2 separate regions of the Salmo salar genome follow, and region 1 is linked to region 2. A link is a contact called in public Hi-C data. All regions are on one chromosome and are shown on one strand. The core of a region is the stretch at or near the end of the contact, and the rest is flanking DNA. Distances in the headings are between cores, read along the strand shown. Region 1 holds the start of LOC106599248 (apoptosis regulator Bcl-2). Region 2 overlaps LOC106599248 (apoptosis regulator Bcl-2).

What was found. Hi-C and Micro-C count contacts between places; a contact is called where the count stands out from the background.
Region 1: a contact with region 2 is called in a Hi-C map of gill, with 4 times the contacts expected there. The contact joins the promoter of LOC106599248 here to the enhancer-like site in region 2. A contact is called at or near these places in 2 of 3 Hi-C or Micro-C datasets (gill and muscle).

What each region holds. Positions count from the first base shown.
Region 1 is chrssa03:28,833,288-28,839,129 of Ssal_v3.1, reverse strand. It overlaps LOC106599248 (apoptosis regulator Bcl-2), which reads left to right and starts at 2,484. Exons shown (of 2, transcript XM_014190372.2): 1 at 2,484-3,621. The coding sequence starts at 3,076.
Region 2 is chrssa03:28,778,658-28,784,828 of Ssal_v3.1, reverse strand. LOC106599248 (apoptosis regulator Bcl-2) reads left to right here. Exons shown (of 2, transcript XM_014190372.2): 2 at 4,166-6,171. The coding sequence ends at 4,300. Among protein-coding and RNA genes, the nearest start is that of LOC106599248, 55 kb to the left of the region's middle. Within about 2 kb of position 2,323, at least 1 of the 13 cell types and tissues checked has an H3K27ac peak or open chromatin away from gene starts, as enhancers often do. A contact at or near this core is called in gill, where this site is marked.

The sequences.
Region 1 (5,842 bases), core at 1,235-3,734, 54 kb before region 2:
CTATGTAGTGCTGTGCGCCTCCCATAATCTGTTCTGGACTTGGGGACTGTGAAGAGACCTCTGGTGGCATATCTTGTGGGGTATGTATGCGTGTCTGAGCTGTGTGCTAGACAGACAGCTCGGTGCTTTCAACATGTCCACTTTGAGCCAGGAGAGATTGACATGCATATTATTAATGTTTGCTCTCTGTGTATTTCCAAGGGCCAGCCGTGCTGCAGTGTTCTGAGCCAATTGCAATTTTCCAAAGTCCCTCTTTGTGGCACCTGACCACACGAATGAACAGTAGTACAGGTGCGACAAAACTAAAGCCTGTAGGACCTGCCTTGTTGATAGTGCTGTTAAGAAGGTAGAGCAGCGCTTTATTATGGACAGACTTCTCACCATCTTAGCTACTGTTGTATCAATATGTTTTGACCATGACAGTTTATAATCCAGGGTTACTCCAAGCAGTTTAGTCACCTCAATTTGGTCAATTTACACATTATTTATTACATGATTTAGTTGAGGTTTAGGGTTTAGTGAATGATTTGTCCCAAATACAATGCTTTTAGTTTTTGAAATATTTAGGACTAACTTATTCCTTGCCACCCATTCTGAAACTAACTGCACATCTTTGTTAAGTGTTGCAGTCATTTCAGTCGCTGTAGTAGCTGACGTGTATAGTGTTGAGTCATCTGCATGCATAGACACACTGGCTTTACTCAAAGCCAGTGATATGTCGTTAGTAAAGATTGAAAAAAGTAATGGGCCAAGACAGCTGCCCTGGGGAATTCCTGATTGTACCTGGATTATGTTGGAGAGGCTTTCAATAAAGAACTCCCTCTGTGTTCTGATAGACAGGTAACTCTTTATCCACAATATAGCAGGGGATGTAAAGCTATAACACAAACGATTTTCCAGCAGCAGACTGTGATCGGTAATGTCAAAAGCTGAAGTGTAACAAAACAGCCCCCACAATCATTTCATCATCAATTTCTCTCAGTAATTTGTGTAAGTGCTGTGCTTGTTGAATCTCCTTCCCTATAAGTGTGTTGAAAGTCTGTTGTCAATTTGTTTACTATAAAATAGCATTCTATCTGGCCAGTTTAAAAACAAAATGTTCTATGGGTTGGTAACAGGCTGATTGGTCTGCTATTTGAGCCAGTAAATGGGACTTTACTATTCTTAGTAAGCAGGAATGACTTTTGCTTCCCTCCAGCCCTGAGGGCACACACTTTCTTGTAAGCTTAAATTGAAGATATGGCAAATAGGGGTGGCAATATCATCTGCTATTATCCTCAGTAATTTGCCATCCAAGTTGTCAGACACGGTGCATTGTCATTGTTGATAGACAACAATAATTTTTTCACTTCTTCCACACTCACTTTATGGAATTCAAAATTATAATTCTTGTCTTTCATAATTTGGTCAGGTATACTTGGATGTGTAGTGTCAGCGTTTGTTGCTGGCATGTCATGCCTAAATGTGCTAATCTTGCGGTTGGCAATATCAGTCAGTTTTGTGATGAACGAACCATCTGATTCAATGAATGATGGAGCTGAGTTTGCCTTTTTTCCCAAAATGTCATTGAAGGTGCTCCAAAGCTTTTTTACTATCATTCTTTATGTAATTTACCTTTGTTTCATAGTGTAGTTTCTTCTTCTTTTTAGTCACATGATTTCTCAATTTGCAGTACATTTGTCAATTGGTTGTGCAGCCAGACTTATTTGCCATTCCTTTTGCCTTTACAATATTTCAATTCCTCATCAATCCACAGGGATTTAACAGTTTTTACAGTCATTTTCTTAATGGGTGCATGCTTATTAGTAACTGGGATAAGCAATTACATAAATGTGTCAAGTGCAATGTCTGTTTGCTCCTCATTACACACCACGGACTAACAAATATTCTTTACATCAACAACATAGGAATCACTACAAAACCTCTTGTATGACCTCTTATACACTATATTAGGCCCAGCCTTTGGAACTTTGGTTTTACTCGATATGGCTACTATATTGTGATCACTACATCCAATGGATCTGGATACTGTTGATGATTTCATTCAATACTTATTTACTCAAGATATTTCAGCTTTTCATTTTTAATTAATTTGTAAAAATGTCTAAAAACATAATTCCACATTGACATTATGGGGTATTGTGTGTAGGCCTGTGACACAAAATCTAAATTTAATCAGGCTTTTAAACTTAAATTTTAAACTTCAAAATTTGGAAAAAGTCAGGGGATGTTCCAGCAGAGAGACCCACATAGTTTCTGTAATTAAGTACCGGCAGTGTCTGCTGTGGCAGGAGGGAAAGTGCAAGTTACTTGAAAAATATCTAATCTCTCAATGTTCATCTCAAAGTGCACCAAATTCATGCATTTAGCTCTTGAAATTCCTTATTTTTTACCGGGGTAGAATGCCCCCGGATCCCCCTACTGGCTTTGGGCTAAGCCCCTAATGTCTTCAAATCCTAGAAACGCCCCTGACACAAGAAATACCTCACCAGCACAGCAGCAAAGAGTGTACAACAGGCAGCAATTGTGGGATACATTCCTCACTCAAAACGTCTCTCTGAATGCGTAAAACGCCGCTGGAATAGTTTTCTGTATCATATTCTGGATGCATGCGACGTTGACCTTCATATGTAGATTTTCGGTCATGTATTTGTAGTGTACATTATGTGCATATGGAGAATATTTTTTATCTCTTCCGTATTTCTGGCTGTCTAGATTTGGAGTCTACAGAGAAGGGAACTGTCGCCACTTTTTGACCAACGCTTCGAATATTTGTTTTGAGAGCACAATTGGGAACATTTGGAAATTCTGACGTGGTTTATATTTGGACTTTTCACGGTTTCAGCCTAGTTGGGTGAAGGGGCCGTTTTTCAAACCACGCACATCGCTCCCTTTCCAGTGTTTCGTTTTGCACCGTTCAATTGTAGGCGGCTATCCTAAAAACTTGACCAGAACATTTTCTCAGAAATACACTTTTCGTTTGATCTGATGTATTGTGCGATGCAGTGCATATCTACAATTATGATGTATTATTCTTAAAAACGAGGATTTTGGAGGTCATCAGTGGCAATCATAATGGCAAACGACGACAACCGCTTCATAGTGGAAAAGTACATTTGTCACAAACTCTTGAAACGAGGATATGCGTGGGATTTCGAGGATGCCGAGGAGGAGGAAGGTGCCGCTAATAATGGGTCGATGATTTCTCCTCGGCTGGGTTTGGCACGGCGGTGCCACGGGGCCAATAACGCCGGCCCGAGCAGCGTCCCTAGTCTTTCCAAATGGCTCTCCCAACCGGACCCGCATGCAGCTATTCACAGAGTTTTGCGTGAGGCCGGGGATGAACTCGAAAGACTGTACCAGCCCGACTTCGCAGAGATGTCACACCAGCTGTATCTCACATCCTCCACGGCTGAGAGGAGATTTAGAGAGGTGATAGACGAGCTGTTCAGGGATGGGGTTAACTGGGGACGGATTATCGCCTTCTTCGAGTTCGGGGGCACAATATGCGTGGAATGCGTGAACAAGGAGATGACGTCGCAGGTGGATCACATCGCGGTGTGGATGACAGAGTATCTAAATGGACCACTGCTCAGCTGGATTCAGGAGAACGGGGGATGGGTATGTGTAACCTACTGCTTTAGTTTACATTAGCCTACGCATGATGCGGAGGGAACGTCTGGATATGAACGACATAATTGACTAGTCTTCCTGATTTGATGTTCTGGCTGTTTGTCTAGCATGTCTGGCCAATGAAATATTACCGTCGCTGTCACACCTCCCTACGCTCAAACCCGCCTCCGTCGACTGTAGCCATCAGTGGCAGATGCCTTGTAGTTCCAGGGTGGGGGGGTAAATTCCAGGGTGGGGGGGTAAAACCAAACGTTTCACTGCACGTAACCGGTGTATGTGACAATAAAACATATTAAATGTTATTTTGTTTATTTTGTCCTATAGCCTAGGTTATATGCCTGTTATACTGCTGTTATTCACTATACTGCGTTCACTCATAGATGTCTGTGACACACTATCAGCATAGAACTGTCTGTACTGCACACAGAGCGGCTGAGGCACTAGTAGGATAGGATCATTATATCTGTGTAGTTCCACATCCATGGCAGGGCAGAGCAGAACAGACACACGTCAGGGGAAAGGGTGACATCAAGTTAATAGTGTAGGCTACCAGCCCCGGGCGAGACGGGACAAGAGATGAAGACCACTTGTCAGAGATCTACATGACCAAAAAACGATGAGATCCCCATACTAAATCTATACTGTACACACGCACTCACACATTTTGGATACTTGATTTGGATCCACAGTAACACACGAACACACACCAAACACACACACACACACGCACGCACGCACACACACACACACACACACACAGACACACACCACACACACAATGCATTTATCACCAAATATCTGAGTATGCACATCCACCACTACCAGCCACACAACATCCTCTGTTCTGTTTTTCTTTTGTTACTACTATTTCCCCTCTGAAGATGAACAATGTGGCCACCCCTTTACGACTGCTGTCCTCTACAGCTCTACATCTATAAGGCCAAACTGCCAAAAATGTGTCCCTAATTGGCAGAAGTGCTATTAATGATCAAATAACATGCGCTTGCACCGTTTCAGCTATCTAGCCGGAAGCAAGGTGGTAGATGGGGGTGGGTATGGGAGGGGTGAAGGCTAATCAATGATTTATGTGGAGCATTTCATCTCTAAAGGATGGAGCGTTTAACTTTCCCCTTGAGTCTCCTCTGCCCCTGAAGGTGTCAGGTTGTGCCACATATCAAAGGGAAGCAGAGAGGGGGGGCCCCCAGGAGTACAGGGCCACAGACTAGAGCCAGGTTGTATGTTTAACATGTAACGTGCACCCTCCAGTGCATTTCGGTTCAGTTGGAGTCCTTTGGTCTCTTGAAATTTGTGCATGGAATGGTGGATCGGGCTGTGGCTGCTATGTCTGTCTGTGTGTGAGAGGTCTCTGGAGCCTGATATCCGACATCCCAGTCTAACTATGTACTTTTGTATGTAGGTCAGCATAAACAGTAATGTTTCAAGACTGAGGTTGAGACGACGGGGTTTCATGTGCCATATCCATGGGAACTGAAGGGAATCTTTTAATCCAATGGATAATTCAGGATTATGGGAAAGTATATGTAAACAATTTTCTGGGTCATTTTGCCAGGGCTTTGTGATCAGTGGCGAAAATTGCACATCCAAAAAATGTGGTCTCTGATGTGACGTCAGAGGCTGTAGAGAAGTGAGTGAGCTTCACGTCATGCCAGAAAAATGTCACAGAAATTCTGTAAATGTAATATAAATACAAATACTGTTCATGCTAAATTAAGAATGTTGCAGAGATCCAACTGACACACTTGAACAATGCAAACAGACACTATCATAATAGTTTTACTTTTCAGGGGGTGAAATTCCCATATGTTATAATTCAGCTCATGTTATGTGGTGTTCTCAGACATCTTAGGTACAGTGCGTTCGGAAAGTATTCAGACCCCTTGACTTTTTCAACATTGAGTTACGATAAAACCTTATTCTAAAATTGATTAAATAAACATTTTCCTCATCAATCTACACACAATACCCCATAATAGCAAAGTGAAAACAGATTTCTAGACATTTTTGCAAATGTAAAAAAACAAAAACAGAAATACCTTATTTACATCAGTATTGAAACCCTTTTCTATGAGACTTGAAATTGAGCTCAGGTGCATCCTGTTTCTATTGATCATCCTTGAGATGTTTCTACAACTTGATTGGAGTCCACCTGTGGTAAATTCAATTGATTGGACATGATTTGGAAGGCACA
Region 2 (6,171 bases), core at 1,074-3,573:
AGATCACCTGTACTCCACACACAGAGACGCGTACAAAGCTCTCCGTCGCCCTCCATTTGGTAAATCTGACCACAATTCTATCCTCCTGATTCCTGCTTACAAGCAAAAATGAAAGCAGGAAGCACCAGTGACTCGGTCTATAAAAAAGTGGTCAGATGAAGCAGATGCTAAGCTACAGGACTTATTTGCTATCACAGACTTGAATATGTTCTGGGATTCTTCCGATGGCATTGAGGAGTACACCACATCAGTCACTGTCACTGGCTTTATCAATAAGTGCATCGAGGATGTTGTCCCCACAGTGACTGTACGTACATACCCCAACCAGAAATCATGGATTACAGGCAACATTCACACTGAGCTAAATTATAGAGCTGCCACTTTCAAGGTGCGGGACTCTAACCCAGAAGCTTATGAAAAATCTTGCTATGCCGTCCAACGACCAACGTCCATCGAACAGGCAAAGCGACAATACAGGGCTAAGATTGAATCGTACTACACCGGCTCCGACGCTCGTCTTATGTGGCAGGGCTTGCAAACTATAACAGACTACAAAGGGAAGCACAGCCGCGAGCTGCCCAGTGACACGAGCCTACCAGACGAGCTAAATTACTTCTGTGCTCGCTTCGAGGCAAGCAACACTGAGGCATGCATGAGAGCATCAGCTGTTCCGGACAACTGTGTGATCACGCTCTCCGTAGCCGACGTGAGTAAGACCTTTAAACAGGTCAACATACACAAGGCTGCGGGGCCAGACGGATTAACAGGACGTGTGCTCCGGGCATGTGCTGACCAACTGGCAGGTGTCTTCACTGACATTTTAAACATGTCCCTGATTGAGTCTGTAATACCAACACGTTTCAAGCAGACCACCACAGTCCCTGTGCCCAAGAACACTAAAGCAACCTGCCTAAATGGCTACAGACCCATAGCACTCACGTCCGTAGCCAGAAACCCTAGACCCACTCCAATTTGCATACCGCCCAAACAGATCCACAGATGATGCAATCTCTATTGCACTCCACACTGCCCTTTCCCACCTGGACAAAAGGAACACCTACGTGAGAATGCTATTCATTGACTACAGCTCAGTGTTCAACACCATAGTGCCCTCAAAGCTCATCACTAAGGTAAGGATCCTGGGACTAAACACCTCCCTCTGCAACTGGACCCTGGACTTCCTGATGGGCCACCCCCAGGTGGTGAGGGTAGGTAGCAACACATCCACCACGCTGATCCTCAACACTGGAGCCCCTCAGGGTTGCGTGCTCAGTCCCCTCCTGTACTCCCTGTTCACTCATGACTGCATTGCCAGGCACGACTCCAACACCATCATTAAGTTTGCTGATGAGACAACAATGGTAGGCCTGATCACCGACAATGACGAGACAGCCTATAGGGAGGAGGTCAGAGACCTGGCCGGGTGGTGCCAGGTCTCTGATTGTGGACTACAGGAAAAGGAGGACTGAGCACGCCCCCATTCTCATCGACAGGGCTGTAGTGGAGCAGGTTGAGAGCTTCAAGTTCCTTGGTGTCCACATCACCAACAAACTAGAATGGTCCAAACACACCAAGACAGTCCTGAAGAGTGCACGACAAAGCCTATTCCCCCTCAGGAAACTAAAAAGATTTGGCATGGGTCCTCAGATCCTCAAAAGGTTCTACAGCTGCAACATCGAGAGCATCCTGACTGGTTGCATCACTGCCTAGTACGGCAACTGCTCAGCCTCCGAACGCAAGGCACTACAGAGGTTAGTGTATATGGCCCAGTACATCACTGGGGCTAAGCTGCCTGCCATACAGGACCTCTACACCAGGCAGTGTCAGAGGAAGGCCCAAAAAATTGTCAAAGACCCCAGCCACACCAGTCATAGACTGTTCTCTACTACCGCATGGCAAGCAGTACCGGAGCTCCAAGTCTAGGACCAAAAGGCTCTTCAACTGTTTTTACCCGCAGGCCATAAGACTCCTGAACAGGTAATCAAATGGCTACCCGGACTATTTGCATTGTGCCCCCCAACCCCTCTTTTACACTGCTGCTACTCTCTGTTTATCATATATGCATAGTCACTTTAGCTATACATTCATGTAAATACTACCTCAATTAGCCCTACTAACCGTTGCCCCTGCACATTGGCTACCTGGACTATCTGCATTGTGTCTCGCCAACCCATCTTTTACGCTACTGCTACTCTCTGTTTATCATACATGCATAGTCACTTTAACCATACTTACATGTACATACTACCTCAATCAGCCTGACTGACCGGTGCCTGTAAATAGCCCCGCTATTGTTATAGCCTCGCTACTGTTATAGCCTCGCTACTGTTATTTGTCTCTGTCTTTTTACTGTTGTTTTTATTTCTTTACTTATCTATTGTTCACCTAATACCATTTTTTTTACTTAACAATTGCGCTGTTGGTTAAAGCCTGTAAGTAAGCATTTCACTGTAAGGTCTACACCTGTTGTGTTCGGCGCACGTGACAAATAAACGTTGATTTGATTTGATCAACGAGGGGGGAGAGGGGCATTTAAGGAGACAGAGAATGACCTACATGCCTTTTTAATTAGCTCCTTTTTAATTTTGTGCTCATTTCAGCAACAACAAAGAAAATGCTAACAATGACAACAATAGGAGAAATGTCTGTTGGTTTAGTGAACAGTATCTGGCTAGGAATGGTTGTGTGTTTTGATAACAGAGCACCTAAAGTGAAGAAACTGCTGATCTGATCCTGACTCTCAATGGCCCCTGGCCTCAGGAATGCTACAGGAAAGGAAAGGGGGAGAGAAGAGGGAGGCAGGAAATACTTTTGTCTTCCGTAGCCATTTGAAATAGATTGCCTTTTTTAGTCATCCTGTGAGGCTTGGTTTGCTTTACTGGAAATATTCTCTTACACTCCCTAACACTGTGACACTGTTCATAGAAGATGGCCCAGTTTATCTTTCTATTTGATCAAGGGCAATTTTGAAACAAACATATATTTGTCTTGCTCTACAAATAGTAAATAACATAATTTGTGTAGGTAAATGTAGCCTTGATCTAATCGAGACGGACTGAAAAGAATTTGGCCCTCAGGGGACTAATAATGTAGAATTGAATTGAATTGAACTTAACAATTGAATTCACCCATAATCAGGTTACCAGCCAAACTACAGTAGTACTCCACTATTGAGGTGATGGGTGTGCATTTTGTACCTATAATCCATTGTATCTCAAATTAATTGTTTATATGATTATCAATGTTAAGGCAGTCTAGGGTTAGGGTTAGTGCTACTGCTGTAACGACAATGTATTACCGGTCTAGGGTTTAGGGACTTACTATAGGGCAGGGGCATAAACAACATGGCCCCCCTTCAGCTCTGAGGAAAACACTACAATATCATGTTTCCTGCACCCCCCAACCCTCAGACCCCTCCTATATCCAATGGTGCACTCCTTCTTGGGTTGACCAGTTTGATACAGGTTAATCAACACCAACCATTTATGGGGTCTTCAAGGGGGGATCTCTATACTCTAACTTCCCATCTAGCTGTTCTCACTGTCAAGGCCTGAAGGCTTCTAAATGGACATCTTGATTTCCTCATACAGCAGCACATGGGCCATAAATACATTAAGCCAGGGTGAATATTCTACTGTACACGATAAGGACATATGGGATCGTTTTATAACAGGCTGTATTCATTGAGATTATGGAGAAGCAGTTGCACCGGTAACAGACTGTTGTAGGACCGTGAAGCATCTATGGAGCATCACAGCTGTTATGCTGTGTTTTCCATTAATGAATGACCATATACAGTGTACTGTAGCTTGCATCAAGACATCAATAGGACGCAGTGTATGTTTTCATGTGGAGTGTTTGTCTTGGGTTGTGTCCATGAGTACTCTAGGGTGTGTGTGTGCGTTCATTCGTGTGTGTGTGTTGTGTTTATGAGGGGCCCTCAGAGTTTTGCGGGGGTGAGCACGAGGGGTGTTACGGGTGTGAGGGGAGCTGGTTTGAAATGGATCTGGCTTCCTGCATGTAATAACACTGGAGTTGGATGGCATCCAAGGGGGTTTAGATATGCAGGCACTTCCAAAGGAGACCCCCCAGCTAGCTTTGAACACAAGAATACACACACACTGCTTGTATTAACTCTGTCTCTCTCTCTGTCTCTCTCTCTCAGGAGGCCTTTGTTGAGCTCTATGACAGACAGAGGGACTCTGTGTTCTGTTCGTGGCCATCCATCAAGACCGTCTTCGGCCTGGCTGCACTGGGGGCCGCAAGCCTTACCATTGGAGCATACCTTACACAGAAGTGAAGGAGTTCTCGTTTTCTCTCCCTCTTTTTTTGTACTCCCTTTTGCTACTTTCTCTTTTCAAAGGCAGCCCTGCCCCCTCCGAGACGATCCCGAATCCCCAACCTGCATGTCTTCAAAGCCTCTCTCTTTCTCTTTCTCTCCCTGTTCTCGAAAAAACTCCCTCTTTCTTAACCCTCACTTCAAAAACAAAGATGCAAATCAAACAACAGCAGGAAACAGAGTCACTGCCCACACAGAAGAAAACATGTAATGAAAGCCGCGCCGTTTAACTGTAATCACAGAAAGATTGGAGAGACAACTGAGGGCTTGACAAGAGAGGAGAGGAGGGGCGGGTTTGGCATGTGTCGTTTTTGTTCGGACTACTAGTTGTAGCATGAAACCTTTGTGTGCTCGTGTAGATTTGTGTAGCATGTGTCGGTGTGGCAAAAGAAAGCATATATTGCACCTCAGGCCTCCCTTGAAGGATTTACTAATAGGAGTGCAAGGACATTGATGATTCAACCGCTTGCACCAAGGTGATGGCCCCGACCCAGGTTGTTAGGGCGAGGAGCCCTTTTTGAACTGTGTGCACTCTGTGTACCCCCTTCAACCCACCTTCAAAGGACTTCCTCCACACAACAGCAGCTCTGAATGTATAATGGGAGGAGTTCGCCGCTAACCAGAACGGTGTGTCTCTCCACCCACCGCTTCTACACTGCAATATACCTGGAGCATCACTCAACTCTGAACACACAGCATCGTTATACATACATGTATAGATACAAGGTCTCATCAGAACGTCATCTAGGTGCCACAGATGCAGCTTGCTCTGCAGAGATCTGAGAGAGAGCTGTTGGACTGTGGATTGGAGACTCTTTTTTTGCATTTGACCCATATGAAATGTAATAAGAGAGGATAGAGGGAGGCATTGAAGAGAGGATAAAGGGAGGCATTGAAGGAGTGAAAAGCAGGTTAGTTCTAGCGTTTGGCAGCCCAAACCCCTGTTTTATCAATCAAATCAATCAATCAAATGTATTAATAAAGCCCTTTTTACATCAGCCAACGTCACAAAGTGCTGTACAGAAACCCAGCCTAAAACCCCAACAGCAAGCAATGCAGGTGTAGAAGCACGGTGGCTTGGAAAAACTCCCTAGGAAGGCCAGAACCTTGGAGGAAACCTAGAGAGGAACCAGGCTCTGAGGGGTGGCCAGTCCTCTTCTGGCTGTGCCGGGTGGAGATTATAACAGAACATGGCCAAGATGTTCAAACGTTCATAGATGACCAGCAGGGTCAGATAATAATAATCAGATGTTACTGACAGAAAGTGAAAAATATGATCCCACCTAGCTGGGTTTCTGGCTTAGTCGAGATCAGAGAGGGATAGAGGGAGAGAGGTAAATACAGAGAAAGAAAGAGAACGTGTGAGAAATAAAAAGAGGGAGCAGAGAAGAGAGTCATTGTGGGTACAGAGAAAGAGAACAAGGAGTTTTAGGAACAGACAATGCTTGGGGACAAACACAAGAGGTGGATTCATTCCATAGGTTCAGTGACAGTGAGCCTCCCTCCCCAGAAGCTAGACACACCACTACAGCCACTACAGCCTGCAGGAAGAACTGACTCCCCCAGAAAGGCATGGATCAGTTTGGCCTCACGTCACTCCCTCACTGTGTCAGCATTTTGGATGTCTCTGGCTGCCTCTCTTTGTAGTACTCTTTATCTTTCTCTCTATCTCTCTTGGTTTCTCTCTCCCCCTTGCCTGTACAGTATGTCTGACCAGAATTCATGGCCTCACCCAAGCCAAGCCACTGCTATAAGGGGACTGAACCAAACCGCCAATTCTTCTAGAACATGTGTCCTCCAGCTGCTGCTGTTGCTGGGCTCTTAGCTAGGGG